Regions from separate parts of the Mus musculus genome. Here region 2 is linked to region 1. A link is a contact called in public promoter capture Hi-C data. All regions are on one chromosome and are shown on one strand. Each heading gives the region's core, a stretch centred on a gene start, on an enhancer-like site or on the middle of the called end of the contact. The rest is flanking DNA. Distances are from core to core; before and after follow the strand shown.

Evidence for each region. Promoter capture Hi-C pulls out the DNA fragments that hold promoters and counts their contacts.
Region 2: a contact with region 1 is called in a promoter capture Hi-C map of embryonic stem cells, with 4 times the contacts expected there. The contact joins the promoter of Tmem14c here to the enhancer-like site in region 1. A contact is called at or near these places in 25 of 39 promoter capture datasets (the 3T3-L1 cell line, 3T3-L1-derived adipocytes, the HPC-7 cell line and 15 more), 19 of 484 Hi-C or Micro-C datasets (CD4 T cells, bone marrow-derived macrophages, embryonic fibroblasts and 6 more), 24 of 115 datasets of contacts at active chromatin or transcription factors (the HPC-7 cell line, bone marrow-derived macrophages, craniofacial prominence and 15 more) and 5 of 9 other capture datasets (adipose tissue, embryonic stem cells, liver and 2 more).

Annotation. Positions count from the first base shown.
Region 1 is chr13:40,848,536-40,854,837 of GRCm38.p6, reverse strand. No RefSeq gene overlaps it. Among named protein-coding and RNA genes, the nearest start is that of Mir5124a, 14 kb to the left of the region's middle. Within about 2 kb of position 2,702, at least 19 of the 459 cell types and tissues checked have an H3K27ac peak or open chromatin away from gene starts, as enhancers often do. A contact at or near this core is called in embryonic stem cells, olfactory sensory neurons and trophoblast stem cells, where this site is marked.
Region 2 is chr13:41,013,977-41,020,278 of GRCm38.p6, reverse strand. Tmem14c (transmembrane protein 14C) reads right to left here and starts at 4,029. Exons shown (of 6, transcript NM_025387.3): 1 at 3,881-4,029; 2 at 3,106-3,164; 3 at 2,497-2,573; 4 at 1,822-1,923. The coding sequence starts at 3,128.

The sequences.
Region 1 (6,302 bases), core at 1,453-3,952:
AGGAGGCTCTTCCCAAGCTCGGAGCCTCTAAGAGTCACGTGTTCTCCTGTTCTTAGCTCCCGCGGGGTGTAATTTGAGAAGACAGGTTCCTCCCAACCCCTCTATCTCGGTCTGGTGAGGACTCCCCTAAACAGCCTCTGGATGTGGGTTTCCTTTCGTAGCTAGTCACCCATGAGTCTTAAGGAATTTTTTTTCCCTTTCGATCCTGGGGCTACTGGAAGACTGGCGGCAAGGCAGCTATCACACCCTGCTCATGGCTGCTCCGTGGTGTCCAAGCTAATTTTAGACCTTGAAGAGAAGTCACCGGGAAGAATGATGGGTAGAAAATGATCAGGTTCTAGGGTTTAATTTAAAATGGCGGGAAACAGGGCAGTAGGGAAGGAGAAATGAAGCGGGTCTTGTCAAGTTCAGACAAGATAGGTAACTGAGGTGGAACAAGGTTGGAGCTGGGGCTGAAAGATCCGGAGCCCTTCTGTGTTGATGTGTCCGGCCATCGCAGGCTTTGTGGGCTAAGTGCTTAGCGAGGAGGTGAGCCCCAGACCACAGGAGTTTTGACAGCCCCGCTTTGTTGCAGAAAATCAACAGGTTCGAGTGTATTTATAGTTTTAGGTTGGATGCTGTTGTAGTTTGTTTTCTGTTGTTGTTTATAAAAGTCATGATCAAAAAGCAACTTGGGGAGGAGAGCGTTTATTTCATCTTAGTTTACAGTCCATCATGAAGTAAAAAAGAGACAGGAACTCCAGTAGGAACCTGGAGACCGGAAATGACGTACAGAATATGGGGGAATAATCATTAGTGCCTTGCTCCTGGGCTCCTGTTTAGCAATATTTCCTGTACAGCTCAGGCCCACTTGCCTAGGAATAGTACTACCCACAGTATTTTGGATCGTCCTACATCATTACCAATCAAGAAACTGCTCCCAGACATGCCCACCAGCCAGTCTGAGACACCCAGTTCTTTAACTGAGGTTTCTCTGTTCTAGATATTTCAAGTTGAGAACCAAGACTAGCCATCACACGTATTTTGTAAGGGTGGATATATTTTTACATGTTGGGTATATCTTAGACACTGGTATTAGTATGGGGTCTATTCCTGATCAATTTCACAATCTGATTTTGAAGTTAAGGAAACAAAAACCACAGCTTCTGTGGGTAGAGTTCTATATTAGGTTGAGCCTGCATTAAGAAGAGTGCCAAGGAGTATCACCTCCCTGTAGATTAGAGGTCAAAGAAACAAGGTCCATCCTGCTGCAGGGTAGCCAAGCCCAGGAACGCCAGTCTCCCTGTGTCTTACAGACCAGTCTGCAATGAGCCAGTTGGTGCTTTGTTCTCTGTTTGGCTAAGGTGTTATCAATTGAGGAAAGAGGGTCGACTAAGTTTCAACAAAGGCACAGGGGTCATCTCAGCCCTTGGGAGACAGACACTGGAGGATTAAGTAAGTGTCTGAGGCTGCTATGAGCTACATAATGAGAGTTTTTCTCCGAAGTAAATGAAAAGAAAAAAAAAGAGAAAGAAAGAAAGAAAGAAAGAAAGAAAGAAAGAAGGAAAGAAAGAAAGGAAGGAAAAAAGGAAGAAAGGAAGGAAGGAAGGAAGGACATGTTAATTTGCTTACTTGATCTTTAAAATAACAAGGAAAGTCCTCACACACTTGTAACTCTACAGGGTCCTGGGTTGCTTCCTTTCTTTAAAAAAAAAATTGTGTGTGTGTGCACACGTGTACGTGGGCATGCACACTCTCATGGTGTGTGTGTGCACGTGCGCATGTGTGTGGTGGTCAGAGAACAACTGCTTTTCCTTCCACCATACAGGTCCTGGTGAGTTGAACTCAGGTCCTCAGGTTTGGCTACAGGCCCTTTTACCCACTCAGCCATATCACTAGCCCCTTGGTTCAAGGGTTCATTTTTCATTTTAGCCTGTTATTGGTTGAGTGAAGTTCGAGCTTCACAGGAGATATTCTGGAAGAGAGAGATTGATGTGCATTTTAAAATCCAGAGAGTGACAGTTACCTCTTAAAATCTGTAACTTTGCCCTTGTCTGAAAGAATAAGGAAGAGATTGTCACAGTCCGTTTGCAACATGAGATGCTCTTAGAGTTTGGAGAGCTAAAAGATGTGTTAGGGTCCTCCCTCCCACAACTGGCCTCCAGCCTCTCAAAGATCTTCATTCCTCTCTCCCTGAAGCATTCTAGTCATTAAAAACATCTTCAGAAACAGAAATCTTAGGTGCCATGGTCAAGTGTGATTCATTCACTCATTCATTCCCCACTCCTGCCTCCCACTCCACCAATCACTGCGCTCGGTTCTGAAAATATAGAATATAAGTTTAGCCCAAATGGGCCCAAGCCCCCTGGGTCTTAGATGCCATGGGGGTGGTGGTGGGGAATTAGTGGTAATGGCGAGGAAGCCGAGTCCTTTCAATATCCTTCTCCCCGTATTTTTCCAGCCAGTTCATCTCCATAGAACAGGTTCCCAGAGGGATCGAGTTGCCTGGAAGTGGTCCACAGAGGCATTCTGCGGGAATCCTCTTCTGAGGCAAAGGCGTTCACTGCATTGTTTATGAGTGGAACAATAAAAGCTGGAACTCGAGCTGCACGAGGAAAGAACGGTGCGCCTCCGGTCACACCCGAGGCTAGAAAACAGTGGCTACAGGGAGTGGCCACCAGAGGTTCTGATTCCCCAACCTATGCCCAGGTGTGACCTTCATCCCGGGGGACTCCCAGTTCCGGAAGTTACAAAGGTCTAAGTACCTCACCCTCCTCAAAGGCACGGGGCTGAGGATAGGCATCCCAGGACAACCTTCCCCTTTGCCACGCAGGGCCTGCCTCTTTCAGAGGCGGCCTTCTGGATTTCTGTTGAAACCCAATCTTCACACTTTAGGTTATGCCCTTATATTTAGTTCCCAGTTAAGATGACCTGTATGGCCTGTATAACTTCAGACTGAGAGGAAGGAAAAAAAAAAAGGAAAGAAAGAAGGAAAGAAGGAAAGAAAGAAAGAAAGAAAGAAAGAGGAGAAAGAAAGAAAGAAATAAAAAAAGAAATAAATAAAAATAAATCAAAAGGACCACTCACAGCGTATGGAGAAGATTTTTTTTTTTTTTCTGTAGACATGAGGAGGAGCATAGTCAGAGGCAGAGACATCCGGTAGAGTCCAGAGTGAGCAGGACCCTGAATCAGACCGAAGGAGGGCAGAGGGAGAACCTGGAGATCAGGAGAGTAAAGGGTAGTAAAACTGGCTGGCTAATCAAAATGGCTGGGAAGAGTAACTAGGGGAAGGGCAGCCCAGCCTTGGGCTGGGATGTTTATCTAGGGGCCAGGGGATGCCCAGCCATACCCTGTAAGTAGGGCCTGAGGGATGCTGGGAGAACCTCGTAACCAGTTCTACTTTGATATGTTAAATAGGTCCCTCGGCCATTTGTTCCAAGTTTGAGACCTAAGACAGACCGGATTGACCTTCAACTTGCCCACTCAATTATGTCCCCACTGGGGACAAATAATCCCGGGCTGCTGCCAGGATTCGGGGCTGGGGATTCGGAGGCAGGTTGTGTATCTTGAGGGTCCCATTTTCTCGTGATAATAGGTTCTTCTAAGGCAAGATAAGCAGCTCTTCTCAACCCCTCCAGGAACATCCTGCCCCAGAGATGATGGGCAACTGTGGGTTTTTAATCAACGTCTCTACCTTCTCTAGAGTAGTTGGAAGTCTGAGCCACTAATAAAATTCTGTGGGGCTAAAACATTTTTTTCTTTGAAGTTTTAGAAACAAGATAAAATAAACAAACGTTAAATTACAGACCCCACACCCTTAATGTGTATGAGTGTTTTGTCTGGGTGCATGTATGTCTGTGTTCCGTTTGCATGTCTGGTGTCCTCTGAGCCCAGAAAAGGACATATGGTGCCCTGGAACTAGAATTAGGGATAGTTGTGAGCTGGCACATGGGTACTGGACATTGAACTTAGGTCCTCTGTAAGAGTAGTCAAGGCGATTAACTATTGCAACATCTCTCCAGCCCAGATCATTCATGTGACTGACAGCTTATCTGTGGCCTTGAATTCTGTAACTTTGGAGAACACGTAAGACACAGACCCGAGTCAGGAGGAGTCTAACAAGAGGTAAAAAAAAAAAAAAAAAAAAAAAAACGGCTTCATCACTAGCTGTACCTTTTACCAACAAAGGTATTAAAGGCATGCACTAGCAGTTTATTTCAAACGACATAACATGCCGGGCTGTGGTGGTGGCCTTCTTTTTATTAATAATGGTCCTGTCCGTGTATCAGTTTACAAACCAGTTTGGAGGTGGGGTCAGGAGAAAAGGGACAGCGATTCTTTTTTTTTTTTTTTAAAGATTTATTTATTTATTATATGTAAGTACACTGTAGCTGTCTTCAGACACTCCAGAAGAGGGCGTGAGATCTTGTTACAGATGGTTGTGAGCCACCATGTGGTAGCTGGGATTTGAACTCCGGACCTTCGGAAGAGTAGTTGGGTGCTCTTACCCACTGAGCCATCTCACCAGCCCAGGATAGCAATTCTTAAGGGCAGGATCGAGTTTGTACATGGCCTACCAGTCAGTCAATCTGCTGGACCTGGTTTCCTGGGGGCAGTTACTGATTGCTTCTTTTTTTTTTTTTTTTTTTTTTTTTAAGAAGTTTCCCCTGCAGCTGTTCTGGTTTTGTTTGTTTGTTTGTTTGTTTTAAAGGTTTGTTTATTTATTTATTATATGTAAGTACACTGTAGCTGTCTTCAGACACTCCAGAAGAGGGCGCCAGATCTCATTAAGGATGGTTGCGAGCCATCATGTGGTTGCCGGGAATTGAACTCAGGACCTTCGGAAGAGCAGTCAGTGCTCTTAACCGCTGAGCCATCTCTCCAGCACCACTGATTGCTTCTTGATTTAATCATACCTACTCATATGATCTGTGTCAGTGGTGTATGTGTATGTGTGTTGTGTGTGTAGTGTATTGTAGTGTATGTGTGCTCTGTGTGTGTTGTGGTGTGCATGTGTTATGTGTTGTTGTATGTGTAGCATATATTGTAGTATATGTGGTGTGTATTGTAGTGTGGATTGGTGTGTGTGTGTGTGTGTGTGTGATGTGGTGTGCACACACCCAGGTTGATCTCAGTTCCCACACCTCCCCAGGTTCTACTCTTCGCTCTCCTCACTCTCAGGCTCTCTTCTACCTTACAGAAAGCTGGCCACTGTAACAACAATAACAAAGGAATAACATTTCAAAAGTATTCAATCTCCATGTTCTAGAAACGAAACGGGAAACAATGAAACATGTTTCCTCTTGTTAATTCAAGAAGATTTTTTAAAAAATAAATACAACAGATTTGCCATTGTTAGCAGAAATGCAATAAGATAAGCCAGCTTGGATGCTCGTGGGATCATGGAAGCTAGGATCATGTTAGAGCAATTTGGTCATATGTATCAAAACTTCAAATGTTCCTCTTTTAACCTATTAACATTTCTTTTTCCCTTTCTGTTTTGTTTCTTTCTTCGTTTCTTTGTTTCTTTTAAGACAGTGGTTTTTTTTGTTTGTTTGTTTTTTGTATAGCCCTGGCTGTTCTAGAGCTTGCTCTATAGACCAAGCTGGCCTGGAATTTACAGAGATTAGCTTGCCTCTGCCTGCCTCAGCCTGCCTCTCCAGCACTGGCATTAAAGGCATGCACCTCCACCAGGCCTAGCGATTTTTTTCTAAACCACAAACAGGCCCCGTATTGCAGTAAATCTCCTCCCAAATATGCCCCGACAATGAAAACACAACACAGTTAGTATGATTTCATGCTGTGCGCCTAGATTGGGCAGATCTACTGCTAACACTACCATCTTCCACAGCTTATGAGACCCCTTAGAACTTGCAGTTTCTCTAGGCCATGTGCTTCTGCTCTGCTTTTCTTCATCTTCCTCCTCCTCTGCATTCTCTCCCTCTTCCATTTTCTTCTTCTTCTCTCCCTACCTCCTGCTCTACCTTTCCTTTTATCTGCCCAATCCACAGCTCTCCTTTATTTTACAAATTAAGGTCAGAAGCAGGTTTATAGGAAATCACCAGAGTGCGGATTCATTCCTTGTTTGCAGCCACTCACTTGAGAATGGAATTAACATCAAATATAATTAACCCCAGGGCTATCCACAACAGCCCGGTCTTGGTTGGTCCCTTTAATCCCAGACCTCAGGAGGCAGAGACCCTGAGTAGGCCAGCCTGGCCTACCAATCAAGTTCCATTACATCCAGGGATACACAGATCAAATTCTGCCTCAACACACACACACACACACACACACACACACACACACACAAGTGTGGTGAA
Region 2 (6,302 bases), core at 2,780-5,279, 160 kb before region 1:
GCCAGGGTCTGCAATTAAAGTAAGAGTGAATGAGCTGACGAAATCACTCTCTAGGCTGGGGAACTAGTACATGCAAAGACCCTGACAGGAGGGTACAGGTCACACTGTCAAGGTCACTGGCCATTTGTATTAAGACGAGACGAGACTCTGGCCACGTGAAACAGAGTGAGCATGTGTACAGATACAGGTCCCCGTGAGACTCGGGGAAGCACACCATGGCCAAGGGGACAGAAACAGAGACTTAAGTGGACCCACAATGCACGGGAGAGGAAGACGTGAGGGAAAGTTAAGTGGGTTCTTCCAGAAGCTTCTGAAAGGAAGGGGAAAGCCAGCGGCCGAAGAGGAAGCACGCTCTGAGATCCTTCCTCATCTAAACAAGTCAAAGTTGACCACAGGTTGTCCTGGCTGCTTTGTGTGTCAGCTTGACACAGCTGGAGTTATCACAGAGAAAGGAGCCTCCCTTAGGAAAATGCCTCCAGGAGAGCCAGCTGTGAGGCATTTTCTCAATTAGTGATCAAGGGGGAAAGGCCCCTTGTGGGTGGTGCCATTCCCAGGCTTGGGTTCTATGAGAGAGCAAGCAGAGCAAGCCAGGAGAAGCAAGCCAAAAAGGAACATCCCTCCATGGCCTCTGCATCAGCTCCTGCTTCCTGACCTGCTTGAGCTCCAGTCCTGATTTCCTTTGGTGATGAACAGCAGTATGGAAGTGTAAGCTGAATAAACCCTTTCCTCCCCAACTTGCTTCTTGGTCATGATGTTTGTGCAGGAATAGAAACCCTGACTAAGACACATGTGAACTTCATGTGTGGAGACACTACACGGGAATACAGATAAACGATAGGCCGGAGACAGTTCACAGTCGGGAGTCAACGCCCTGGTAGAGGGGAGAAAAGGGAGAGGAGCTGGTCTGGAAGCTTCAGTCTGTAAGGGAGACAACGGAGTGGCTGCTGGTCTGTCTGTCTGTCTGTCTGTCTGTCTGTCTGTTTTGATCAAGTACCCATGGAATCTCTTGAAGAGAGCAGAATGCTGGGATCAGAGAGGCAGAAGTGGAGTGGGAGCCGTTCTAGAGCACAATGAGGAAGCTGTTCGGAAGAACCAGGAACCCAGTGCATCCTCTTTCCTCAGACTGCCCACAGCTGACCTCCCTCCCTACCCCACTGCTGGTGTGCAGAGCCTACTCTGTGACACGGTCGGTGACTTTTAGGAGGGTTAGCTTTGCATGTGTCCTTACACTGTTCTGTTCGAGTGAAAGGCACAGAGGTACCACACCCCTGGCAATGGCTAGCACTTGGGTGGAGACCAAGAAAACTGTGTCAGAAAACACCATGATAAGAAGTCATCTTTTTTCCCTTCCAGCATGGGCTACACCTGGGGCACTTTATCTACAGTTCCAGAGTCCCATGACCTGACTGACCACTGAGCTTAAATGCCTCCCGAAGGCAAGGTCTGCCTGTGTCTTACACAATTAACTGCCTAGGAAAGAGATGTCCACCTGGGGAAAAGGCTACATGAGCTCAGGCTTCGTGGGATGTGTGAGACTTCTCTCTAAGTTCCAAGCAGGCCGTCTTTAGTCTGGAACCTCAGTAGTTAACACACAGTCTCGTCCACTTGAAAACAAGTCTCACTGAGAACATTACACCCATGTTGCGTGAAACCTTCCTGTATTCAGTATACAGAACAGAAACAACCCGGGGTTCTCCGTGATGAAACCCACCCTCTGCTTGGCAGACGCAGCTGAAAAGCAGAGAAGAGAACCTGCCACACACGCCCACCAGAGTCTCAGGGGCAAGCAGAACACAGAGGCAGCACCTGAGGCAAACCTACCTAGGAAAACCCACACATTCCTGGGATCCTGAGACAGCTGGTAGGCCCCCAGGCCTGCCAGGCCCCCGAAGAAGAGTCCAGCAGCCAGGGACGGCACACTACCTGGGGAGAAGAAAGCAGGCATGCATCCATGTTGTGATGTTACAACGTCACATAAAGAACATGCAAGACTCCCCTCCCCTGCAGAGGAAAGCTGTCAGAGAGAGGCTGTCTTTACGAGGCTTACAGCCAGTGTTCCCAGCATAGGAGAATCTTGGTGTCTACCATAGAAGTCAGGGTCTTATCACCCCAGCCCTCTCTCTCCTTTAGGAGGTGTGGCTCAGTACAGTGCTTGTCTGACTTAGATGACCCTGGCTTGAGCCTGTTTTAAACAGATGATACAGAGTGAGCAGAGACAAGAGATTTCCTCCTTGAGGAGCTGAGAGACAACGCGGTGTATGGCAATGGTCGATAACACCCACCCACTAATACCCCTGCCTATCTGTATGTAAAGAGGGGAAAAAAAAAAAAAAAAAAACGCCTGGCTCCACTCAGCCAGATAATCAGAGGCCAATGCAGGGTGTACTCAGGGCCTAAAGCAAACTTGAGTCAAGCCATATTAGGTGTCAAGGGCTCTGGGGACCCACATGTCACTGGACTAAGGTGACAATTTTAAGAGTAACAAGAAAGGCTCACCTGCTTTGGCATAGCCAATAATCCCACCGGTAGCAACCAGGGCTGCATAGCCGAAACCAAAATAATGTAAAGGCATCCTGAAAAGGCCAAAGGGAGAAGCCAGTGTCAACCGAGTATAAAATACAACACACAAAATCACTGGATGGGGCCTGCGGGAACTTGGCCTTGGTGGCGATGCGCCCCCCACCCCCGGCTCCCGGAGGCTGGCAACCTGAGTTTGGTTACATTACAATGGTCCACATAGCAGAAGATCAACTCCCGCAACTCCTGAAAATTGTCCTCTGACACCTACAAACTCAACATGGCACGAATGCATCCACACAAAGAAGTAAATGTAATTGCTTAAATCATCCTCAGGGACAAAAGGATTGTCGTTTCCAGCAAATTCTGCCAGTGCCCAATCAGAAAGAAAGATAGGCCAGGTGGCAGGCTCGGTGAAAGAACTAGCCAGTGGCAGAACTGGATTCAAGTCCATGTCCCAGGCCGCTAGTTCAAGGATCATGTCACAACCTACGCTGCCTGGTGGGCAGTGCCAAGCTGGAGGTTCCCGTCATGTGCTCTGGTTTTAGAGGCTCCCAGTGATTCTACTCCGATGCACAGGGCACTTACAATGGGCCACTGTCTTTCTGCATTGTTCAGTCGCTTTGGAGACCACACCAGGCCTGCACCTGTGGAGGAGAGGTCAGAGCAGTCAAGAGACACGCTGACCTCTAGCAATCAGGAAGAAATGAGTTCAAGGTACAGCTCTGGGTGTGATTGCAACTGCCGCCTGGACACACACAGTCACTAGTCGCCCTAGCTCTGCTGTCCAGTGAAGGTAACTGGATAACAAGTAAAACACCTCTGTGAATATTAAGTGTTGTAGAGACACCAAATATTTTTACCACAGCCTCTACTATAGCACAGGCCCACCGAAACGAGCAGGAGTCACGGAGCAGCTCTGGAGCAGCTGACTGTCTCATCAGTTAGTTGATTGCTAAATCAGAAAACAAATGGCCTGTACCTCCATTCTTCTTAGCGTCTCCGAGAAGCAGGGTAAATGCTGCTTTCTCTCCAACGTCCTCCATACTCAGTTTGCAAACTTTTAGAAACCCTTGCACCCAACCCTCGGCTCCTATTAGGCTGGAGCAAGGGACCAGAAAATGCTCGGAACCCTAGTCGCAACTGCACTTAGACGCGCTACAACCCTACAAAGTGACTCCTGCTCTCTTACGGAAAAGCCCTCCGTGGCGCGGAAGCAGCGCACGCGCGTTTAGGTTTCCACTCCCGGAACCGCAGTTAGAGAACATTTTAGAGAGGCGGGAAGCGGGCCGGGGAAGCGAGCTCAGCAGAGTGTGCACGGAACGATTCCCCTGGTGATAGAGTCGGCAAAGTAAGAACACACCCAACCAACACTGGAGCCGGAGCCGGAGCCGGGAGGCCTGTGCTGTAGGACGAGGGCGCGAGCAGACAGCGAGAAGCCGAGGTCAGGAGCCGGGTGTGCAGACGTCACAGCGTGCGCTGCGTCCTAGCGGGAGGGGCGGGACCTGGATAGCCGGGAGGAACCTGAGGTGATTGGCTGGGCATCATCCTAGGCGGTCTTCGGGTGATGGGGCGGGGCTTGGTTCCGGCTTGGGAGTAGTGGGGTGGAGGAGCACCAGGTTTGGCTGCTGAGTTTGGGGTCCGTACTCCGAGGGTGAGCCAGTTTGATACAAGGATAATGGGATTAATAAAAGCCATCAGGAAAGGGTACCAGGCTGGTAGAAGAGGCATATCAGCCACAAGTCAAAGCAACTCAAAGTGTTTATGTACTGCCATGTGCCCAGTATAGATCTTAAGTATAGACATTTAAACAGTGAACCAATCTATTTTTAAGAAATTTTTGCCCTGGGAGAGCCTAAGTATTTACTCCTCAGAAGGTCTCAATTACAAATCAAAGTTCACCCCGAGGAACCAATGAGTTTATTAAAGTTCCTTACAAAGCATGACTGAGGAGTTTCAGGCAGAAGGGACAAGTCATGCTGGAAAACCTATACCCAGCGAGAATGATGGCTTACTTATGGCTGTGCAGAGCCCCGTTTCCTAGTCCCTGTCCACCTATAAACTCTAGCCCTTCCTCAAGTCACATGCAACTAGGTCAGAATGCATGAAACTGGGTGGAAGGGGTAACGGGATATAGGTGAGGGGCCCCACGACCCTCTCCACTCCTTTTCTAAATGAAGGTGAACAGTCAGGCAAACAGTCAACAAGCCCAGCTGGGACCATCTTTTGCAAGCAGGCACAGCTGACCCTCATGAAGATGGCGGCAACCTGGCGCAGATAGTAGTGCGGAACTGAATCCCACACGCTCTATCAGAGAAGCACTGTACGTATTGGCCCTTAAGAGCACTGAGGGTCTTGCTGTAGAGGACACACGTAGTCAAGGACTTAATCCGGGGCTTGCGTGTGATGGCCCTAGTCATGGACTGTGAATGTTTTGTCTCCTGTATATCATACTTGAACGTCTCACGTAATTTTGGTGTCTGCAAATACAGCATCTTGGACTATTTAACTACTCTGTTTTGCCCAGGCTGGCCTGGAACTGCTGGGCTCAAGTGATCCTCTCTCGGGAGCCTCCTGGGTTACTGAGGCTCCAGGCACATGCTATCTGGATTCCTAGTTATGCCAGCCTCATACACTTCTGTCTGTGCACTTCTCAGGAGACCGTTAACTCTTTGCCACTGTGGGTATAACAGTGGCCGGCTGCACCAAGATTCCTAGATGCCTGCCAACAGAAGGATCCCGGAAATAAACTAGGACTAGGTAGAAGATACAACTCACTCCTGTAGGCACTAGGGAAAGGTCAAGGCTCCAAGTTGCAATCAAACCACATAGAATTGTTACAAAAGCTTGGACAACCAGGAGATTCCAGCTAACTGTATCATTGAAGCCCATGTTTTCTTCTAACATTTTGTTTTCTTTACACAAGCTCTCGGGTGGTCAGAAACTGCCTCAATTCTAATTCTCGGAACTCCTTCTACCTCCTGAATGCCAGGATTACAAGGATGCCTCACGTGCTCAATTAAAACATTGTTTACATACAACTCCTCCCAAAGCCAAGTTATGTTTTATAAAAAAAAAAACAAACAAACAAACTCTATCATAGATGACTTTGTGTGTATGTGGGGATGTGAGAGGGGGCACATGTGTGGTGGTACAAATGTGGAGGCCAGAAAACAAGTTGTGGGGAGACAATTTTTTTCCTTCCACAACTGTGGGCTTCAGAAACTGAACTCAGGTCTTTGGGCTCCGTGGTAAGTACACTCAACCAGCCACCAAGCCATCGTACGGGCCCATGGACTTTAATCTTCTTTTGACTTCTACTCACACTATGCCCTTGGGATTTCCCATCTTTTGATATCTCAAGACATTCAGGCAATTGACATCTATTGAAGGTGTTATTTTTTATGTATATATGTTTATAGCTCTATCCTGGAACTTCCTCTGTAGACCAAGCTGGCTTTGAACTCAGAGATCTGCCTGTTTGCTTCCTAAGTATTAGGTGTGTACCAACACTTGACAAAATATGCCCTTACTATGATGACAGTGTGTCATGTTACAGGCTGTACTGGCTGGTTTTGTCAACTGTCAAGCTGGAGTTATCACAGAGAAAGGAGCCTCCCTTGAGGAAATGCCTCCATGAGATCCAGCTGTAAGGCATTTTCTCAGTTAGTGATCAAGGGGTGAGGGCCCATTGTGGGTGGTGCCATCCCTGGGCTGGTTCTATAATGAAAGCAAGCTGATCGAGCCAGGGGAAGCAAGCCAGTAAGAAACATCCCTCCATGGCC